Regions from separate parts of the Triticum aestivum genome. Here region 1 is linked to region 2. A link is a contact called in public Hi-C data. All regions are on one chromosome and are shown on one strand. Each heading gives the region's core, a stretch centred on a gene start, on an enhancer-like site or on the middle of the called end of the contact. The rest is flanking DNA. Distances are from core to core; before and after follow the strand shown.

Evidence for each region. Hi-C and Micro-C count contacts between places; a contact is called where the count stands out from the background.
Region 1: a contact with region 2 is called in a Hi-C map of leaf, with 2.3 times the contacts expected there. The contact joins the promoter of LOC123119295 here to the promoter of LOC123119294 in region 2. A contact is called at or near these places in 2 of 5 Hi-C or Micro-C datasets (both in leaf).

The regions. Positions count from the first base shown.
Region 1 is chr5D:41,405,651-41,408,941 of IWGSC CS RefSeq v2.1, forward strand. It overlaps LOC123119295 (pentatricopeptide repeat-containing protein At1g11290, chloroplastic), which reads left to right and starts at 1,626. Exons shown (of 1, transcript XM_044539042.1): 1 at 1,626-3,291. The coding sequence starts at 1,736.
Region 2 is chr5D:41,270,208-41,273,688 of IWGSC CS RefSeq v2.1, forward strand. LOC123119294 (cation/H(+) antiporter 19) reads left to right here and starts at 1,625. Exons shown (of 2, transcript XM_044539040.1): 1 at 1,625-1,991. The coding sequence starts at 1,794.

The DNA.
Region 1 (3,291 bases), core at 376-2,875, 140 kb after region 2:
GGCCTGGCATTCGTGGGCCGCGCATGTCAGCGACCTTGGCTGTAGGGGTCTCCGGTGATGTCCTTCCGCGGTCAAAGACGAGTGGCCCTGCCTGAAATTCCGCTGCCCCGCCGAGGGCACTCGTGGCATTTCACGTGTGTGGCCATCTAGGAAATGATCAGCGGGCCACAAAGATGGAGGGCCACTCATCATATATCACATTATTAGCAAGATTATTTAGGCCGCCATCTCGCCTTGAAACCACCACGTGAGACTGATGGCATCTGACGTATGTGGACGGTTACGTATGCCTCGAATCTGAGGTCGCTACGGACTCTTACCTTCCACGGCTGCGTGCTCCTCCTCCGATGTGACGCGCTTTCGCTGGTTCCTTTGGGATGGCGACCAGGAAGTACCCATTTGTCGTGGTATGCTCATGGCAGATGCCATAGGTAGGCTTATCGATCGTGGTTGGGGCCAAAGGTTGTCGGTGGGTTCCGAAGGCGAGATTGGGGACAGACGGTGCGTGGCACTCGGTGTACCCAGGTTCGGGGCCCTCCGTGGGAGGTAACACCCCTAGTCCTGCAAAGATCTACTATGAGGATCACAAGAGGGCTACAATGGTGCTCCTTGAGCTGGTCGGATGGAGGAGGAAGAAGAGCTAGCTCTCTACTTCTCCTAGTGTGTGAGTGTGTGTGTTGCGCATGAGCTGAACCGAATGAGAGCAACCCCCCTGCATGGAGGGCCCCCGGGGGGTCTTATAGGCTGCCCCCCCCGGGGGGGTACAATGGTAAAACTGCACAGGAGCGGGGCCCTGGTGTCATCGTTTGAGAGAGGCGGGAACGAGCGTTCGTGAACCTGTCGAGGCAAGAGCCCCCTCGGGGTCTTTTAACAGCTGACGCCCAGGGGACAAGGGGTACTGTAGATGATGATGCGTGACGAGTCGAGTGTGCAGTGTCCACTATTCGTCGATAGTGCACTGCCGCAGGGCATGGCCGTCACATCCGGCCATGTCCGATGTGACGTCGCAGTTGACTTCGGGCAGCCGGCTGGCTGGAGCAGCCGGTCGCGGGCGCGAGCCGGAGCAGCCGGCCCGGGCAGGCAGGCACCCCGTCTGGCTTGTCATCTTGGGGCTACTCGAGGGTCACCCGGTGGGTTTTCGCGGTTGTCGTTGTAGAGTCGTGCGGAGGGTTTTCGCGGCTGTCGTTGGCGTCGAGAGTTATTTTTCTTTTTTTTATAATATCTAGGTAACGTCCCCGCTCGTCTGTGAAACAAAGAGAGGTGAGAGAGAGTTTTTATTTTAATTTTTTCACAGAGATGAATGGAACCGCATGTCAGTGGCATATGGCCACAGTGGTAAAAATGTCCACAGAACGTCCATCTGACCGGACGAAAACGACACGGAAGGGTATTTTTATAAGGGCATCAAACTGAAGAGGGGCAAAGTTGAGCACTGTTTTATTTTAGGGGTAAAGACGTGGCCGGACGAAAATTAGGAGGAAATGGAAATGTCCTTTTGATGAATTCTCTGTGGAAGTACTCATCCTCGCTATGCACTGTGTCTTGTGAATAGAGAATATGGATACTCAATTATCCATTTTCAATTTCATTGTCGATTTTTTTTTTAACTCTACTCTGTTCGGTTTGAGAGAAGGCCTGGAAAGCATACTGCTGGATACTGACCGCACGAACTCGATGGGAAAATAAATGGTCATATTGCTAACCAAAATCTTTCTCCCCGTCGGTGAGCCTCAGCATGAGCGTCCCGGCCCCGGCCCCGGCGGCCACCCTCCGCCACTGGAACCGCCTGATCCAGCTGGCCGCCGCGTCCGGCTCCTACACCCTCTGCCTCCGGCACTACGCCTCGCTCCTCGCCGCGGGCCTCCGCGGCGGCGACGCCTCCACCTTCCCTTCCCTCGCCAAGTCCTGCGCCGCGCTCCGCCTCCCGCGCCTCGGCCGCTCCATCCACGCGCACGCCCTCGTCGCCGGCGCCGTCGGCGACGTCTTCGTCCGCACCTCGCTGCTCGACTTCTACGCCAAGTGCGCGTTCCTCCCCGACGCGCGCCGCCTGTTCGACGAAATGCCCACCACCAGCCGGACCCTCGTGTCCTGGAACTGCATGGTCACCGCGTACAGCAAGGCTTCTCGTCTCGACAAGGCCGTCGCCATGTTCAACGCGATGCGGGGCCTAGGGGTGAGCCCCAGCGGGGGCACGCTCGTCGGCATGCTGTCGGGGTGCCTGGACTCAATGGCCACGAGAAACCTTGGCCTGTGCGTGTATGGATATAGCCTCAAGTCTGGGCTCGACGCGGATTTGCCAGTCTCCAACTCAGTGCTCACCATGCTTGTCCGTCATGGCCAGCTGCATGCCGCGTCTTTCTTGTTTGACTCTATGCACGACAAGACTGTAGTTTCTTGGAGCGCAATGGCGTCGGGGTTCTTGCAGACGGGCGACTTTAACAAAGTGTTTGCTCTGCTCAACCGCATGCAGGGTGCTGGGCACAGATTTGATTTGATCGCGCTGGTTAATCTCGTCTCAGCTGCTGCTCTGTTAGGGAATCTGTTGGTGGCCAAGGGCGTGCATGCTCTTCTCATCAAGAGCGGTTTTGAATCCGAGCAAGATCTTGTGCCATCATTGGTTAACTTATATGCCAAGTGTGGGGATCTTGAGGCTGCTCAGGAGGTCTTCGATGCAGTTCACTGCAAGAATGTAGTGCTTTGGACTTCAATGATACATGGATATGTTGAAGGTAGCCGCCCAGACAAGGCCTTGACAATGTTTGATAGCATGTTGCGCACAGATGTGCAGCCAAATGTGACAACAGTTTCATCAGTTCTTTCTGCCTGTGCTGATTTGGGGTCTGCTAATCATGCGAGAAAGGTTGAGGAGCATGTGGTGGCAATCGGACTGCAGTCACACCTGCGGGTCGCTACCGGACTGATAGACGCATACTGCAAGTGTGGGAGCGTTGAGCTGGCTAGGAAAATATTTGATGCGGTTACCGATAGAGACTTACCTATCTGGAGTGCCATGATTAATGGATATGCTTGCAACGGAGAAGGCAGTGAAGCTCTCATCCTTTTCAGCGAGATGCAAAAAGAAGGTGTTCAACCAGATGCCATTGTCTTTACCCATCTGTTAACAGCATGCAATTATTCTGGTTTAATAGATGAAGGCCTTAGGTGTTTTCGCAGCATGACAGAGGAATATGGTATTGAACCATCTATTGAGCACTATATGTGCATAACTGATTTGCTATGTAAGTCTGGTCAAATTAGTATAGCTAAGGAGTTCTTTAAGAAGATCCCTGT
Region 2 (3,481 bases), core at 375-2,874:
CACACACATAAAATCCCAAGAACCGCTGACTAGGGTATACGACTTTATCTTATCCAGCAAACAGGAATCAAATAAGTGAGCAGGTAGTCAGACATCAATTCTTTTGTGTGCGTGATTCTTGTGCTATTACATCAGTCGGCAATGGATGAACCAAAGACTTCTTCATGCATGTATATCCTCATCTCTCTCTTTTTTTGTACACCCTTGATTCCTCGGAGTCCAACTGTGGCACTGCTATTACATCAGTCGGCCACGGAACGGATGAAGGGACGAACGACTTTTCCAGGCATGCATATCATGTTTTCCCTCCAACCACAGTGCAACAGCTGAATCCCGTGGTACTAATATATCATCAGTGATGTCAACAAATTTTAGCGAAGGGAAGAATGTCAACTCTCTGCCGTGATGGATGCATTATTGGCCTAAAATAATCTCGACCGGGCTGAGATCCTGTTCATGCTGTTCTTTTTTCTCCGTCTGTTCTGTTCTGTTCATCTGTTGGCACAATGTGTGTGCATGGCAGCATGGGTGACTACGGTTATTTTTTTCTTTTTTGAAATGATGGGTGGGTAGAGTTGAGTTGCCGGGGGTCCTCCCACAAAAGAAAAAAAAAGAGTTGCCGGGGTCGAAAACGCAGAGGAGCTGTAGGTAGTGTAGCGCACCCGATCGCGAGAGGCAGCAGGAAAGGGAGAGGAAGGAGGCGGAGCAATCCGTACGCCGCCGCGAGAGGCAGCGGGAAAGGGAGAGGAAGGATGCGGAGCAGCCCGTGCGCCGCCGCTGCGGGGTGCAGGCAGAGCCCGTGCGCCGCCTCGATTGGGTCTACCGTTGGTCGCTTACGACCGCGGGGAGGAACGCGCGGCAGCTCCGCCGGAAGAACGCCAATGCGCTCCGGATTGCCATTGAGCAGCCCGAGCGCGAAGCGGCGGCGGAGGCCGCTCGGCTCGCGAAGCTCAAGCAGCAGCAGGACAAGGTCGTGCGGCGGTTGAAAGGGCTCATCATCCTCTCCAACACCTCCGACGACAACGACGACCACGTGTCCTCGCCCGACGATTCGGACGATCCTCCACCAGCTGCGCCGGCGACCGGAAGGGCAAAGGGCTGGTGAGGAGGTGGTGAAGCTCCGCTGTCTCCGTCTTTAGTTTCAAGTTTTTTTTTAGTAATCTAGTTTAAACTTGTCCGACGTTTATGTGAATTATGTGAACTTTGACGATCTTTTGGACATTTGTTGGTGATCGGAATGCGCATTTCTATGTTCAATTCTATGTGTGTTGGATGATCTACGTTGCATGCTTTTAGTATGGAGGATACACAGATGTGGACGATAGAATTTGAGGAGTGTCCGCCCGCGTTTGAGAGTCTGGATTTGTAGGTTGCAACTGCATATGCTCTGACTAGAGTTTTATTCTTATTCTTATTTTTTGCTTGAGATGGATGGGTGACTAGAGTTGAGTTGCTGGGGGGTCGGAAACGCGAAGGGGTGGGCCGCTTCCTCGTGCGCCGTGGGTAGCGTCGCCGTATACACCCGCTGGATCGATGGCGAGGCGGGGTGGCTGACGTGGCGGCCCCATCGGGCGTCTATATATAGCAGCAGCAGCTGCAAACCCAGCCCAAACCGAACCAAACCGTCTGTCCAACCGCGAGCGCGCATAGAGATCGGTGCCGTTGGGAGAAACCGCAGAGGTCGATCGAGCGGCACACACATTTAAACCCCGCGCCCGGGTTGGCCGAGCGAGGCGGCGCTGCAAGGGGAGGAGAGGACTGTGGAGAGAGGAGGAGGGAGGTGGTTGGCATCCATGGCGGGTCATGCGGCGGCGGGGGTGTGCGCGGCGCCGATGCAGGCGACGTCGCACGGGGCGTTCCAGGGGGACAACCCGCTGGACTACGCGCTGCCGCTGGCCATCCTGCAGATCTGCCTCGTCGTCGTCGTCACCCGGGGCCTCGCCTACCTCCTCCGCCCGCTCCGCCAGCCGCGCGTCATCGCCGAGATCATCGTAAGCGCCCTCCCTCCTTCTCCTCCGTTGATATCTAATTAACTTCCCGTGCGTACGCAATTCATCTCGCTCGCCGCTTCGCCGGCCGGTTCCATTGGACAGCTGTAGTAGCACGCGGAAATGGTACTAGATAGCTAGGGTTTCAATTCGCCGGCTAGTTCGTCGCGCGTCGTCCGTGCGTGCGCGCGTGCCCGGCCCCGTCGGCGCTTTTTCCGGGGACGGCGACGCACGGGCCCCGGAAGAATGGAGGCAGCCGGTCCGTTCCGTTCCGCGTCTGCCGCCGAATTTTCTCCGGCCACGATCGACGGATCCGTCTGAACCTTGGAGGGAGACGCGCGTCACGTTGGTTGATCCCCCTAGTCTACTTTGAGTCTTTGACTCGTTGATTAGAAAAATCGTGGGTAGGGGGTGGCCGGAGGAAGCTGGAAGCGACGACGGGACAGACGAGTCCTTCCTTTGAGTCAGCCTTTCCGTCGCTCTCATGGCATCGCTCGATCCCCTTTCTTTGTTTCTAGTACGCGATGGAGACAGTCAGCCTGGCCTCAGTATTGGATTTTGCGGGGGCACGTGGCTCGGAGATAGTTAATCAGTGATTTGGTGCGATATTACTAAAATTGCTACGTACCAACTCTAGGTCAAGATGGTCAGAATAAAATTAAGTATATTCGGGAAATTCGTTGTAGGCGCCAGAGACAGCATCTAGCAGCTCTGGGGTTCATTCATTATGGAAAAATTGAATTGCTACTACTAACTCTAGGTTAAGTAATTGCTACTTACTAACTAGGTCAGAATAAAACTAGTATATTCGGGAATCGATGGACAGAAGAAACCCGTCACTTGAGACAGCATCTAGCTGTGTTTCATTATGAAGAAAGTTTAATTAAAATGGGAAATGGTACTCAGATTGGTGGGGAATTAATTAGATTGGGTTCCATCAACTGCTAGATTTCAACGCACCCGACGTAAAAAAAAAAAAAACAGCAAAGAAGGAAAATGAAACAGAACCCACGCTCACTTGCTATGCATGTAGTGTAGCCAGCCAGCCGATGCTGATTTGCTATGCATATATATACGCTTGTTAATTACACCGCCATTTTTTGCGTCATCGTCGATCGGGCTTAAGAGTAAGTACATGGGCAGGTATAGAGACCATGTGCTGTAAGATGGATTCAGTTCAGTACGGTCTAAAATTAGCCACCAGTGCTGTGAAATTAATTAATTAATTAATCCGATGGAGTGGAGCATCTCAGTTTCGCTGAAACGAAGGAAACCTACGGACAGTCCCATGCTGCTCACGAGGCCGGATCCCAGCTCCCCCGGGGGATGCCGCCCCGGATGGGCCCTTCCTGATCGCTCGCTTGCCGACCGATAATAATAAATTACAGTGCAAATTTGCGCACAGCTGTCTAGAGATTAGGGTTATTCGCTAGCTTAGCAGGAAGAAAGGAGATTCTTGGCATCCCCTAAGACATGCCAGTACGTACTATATT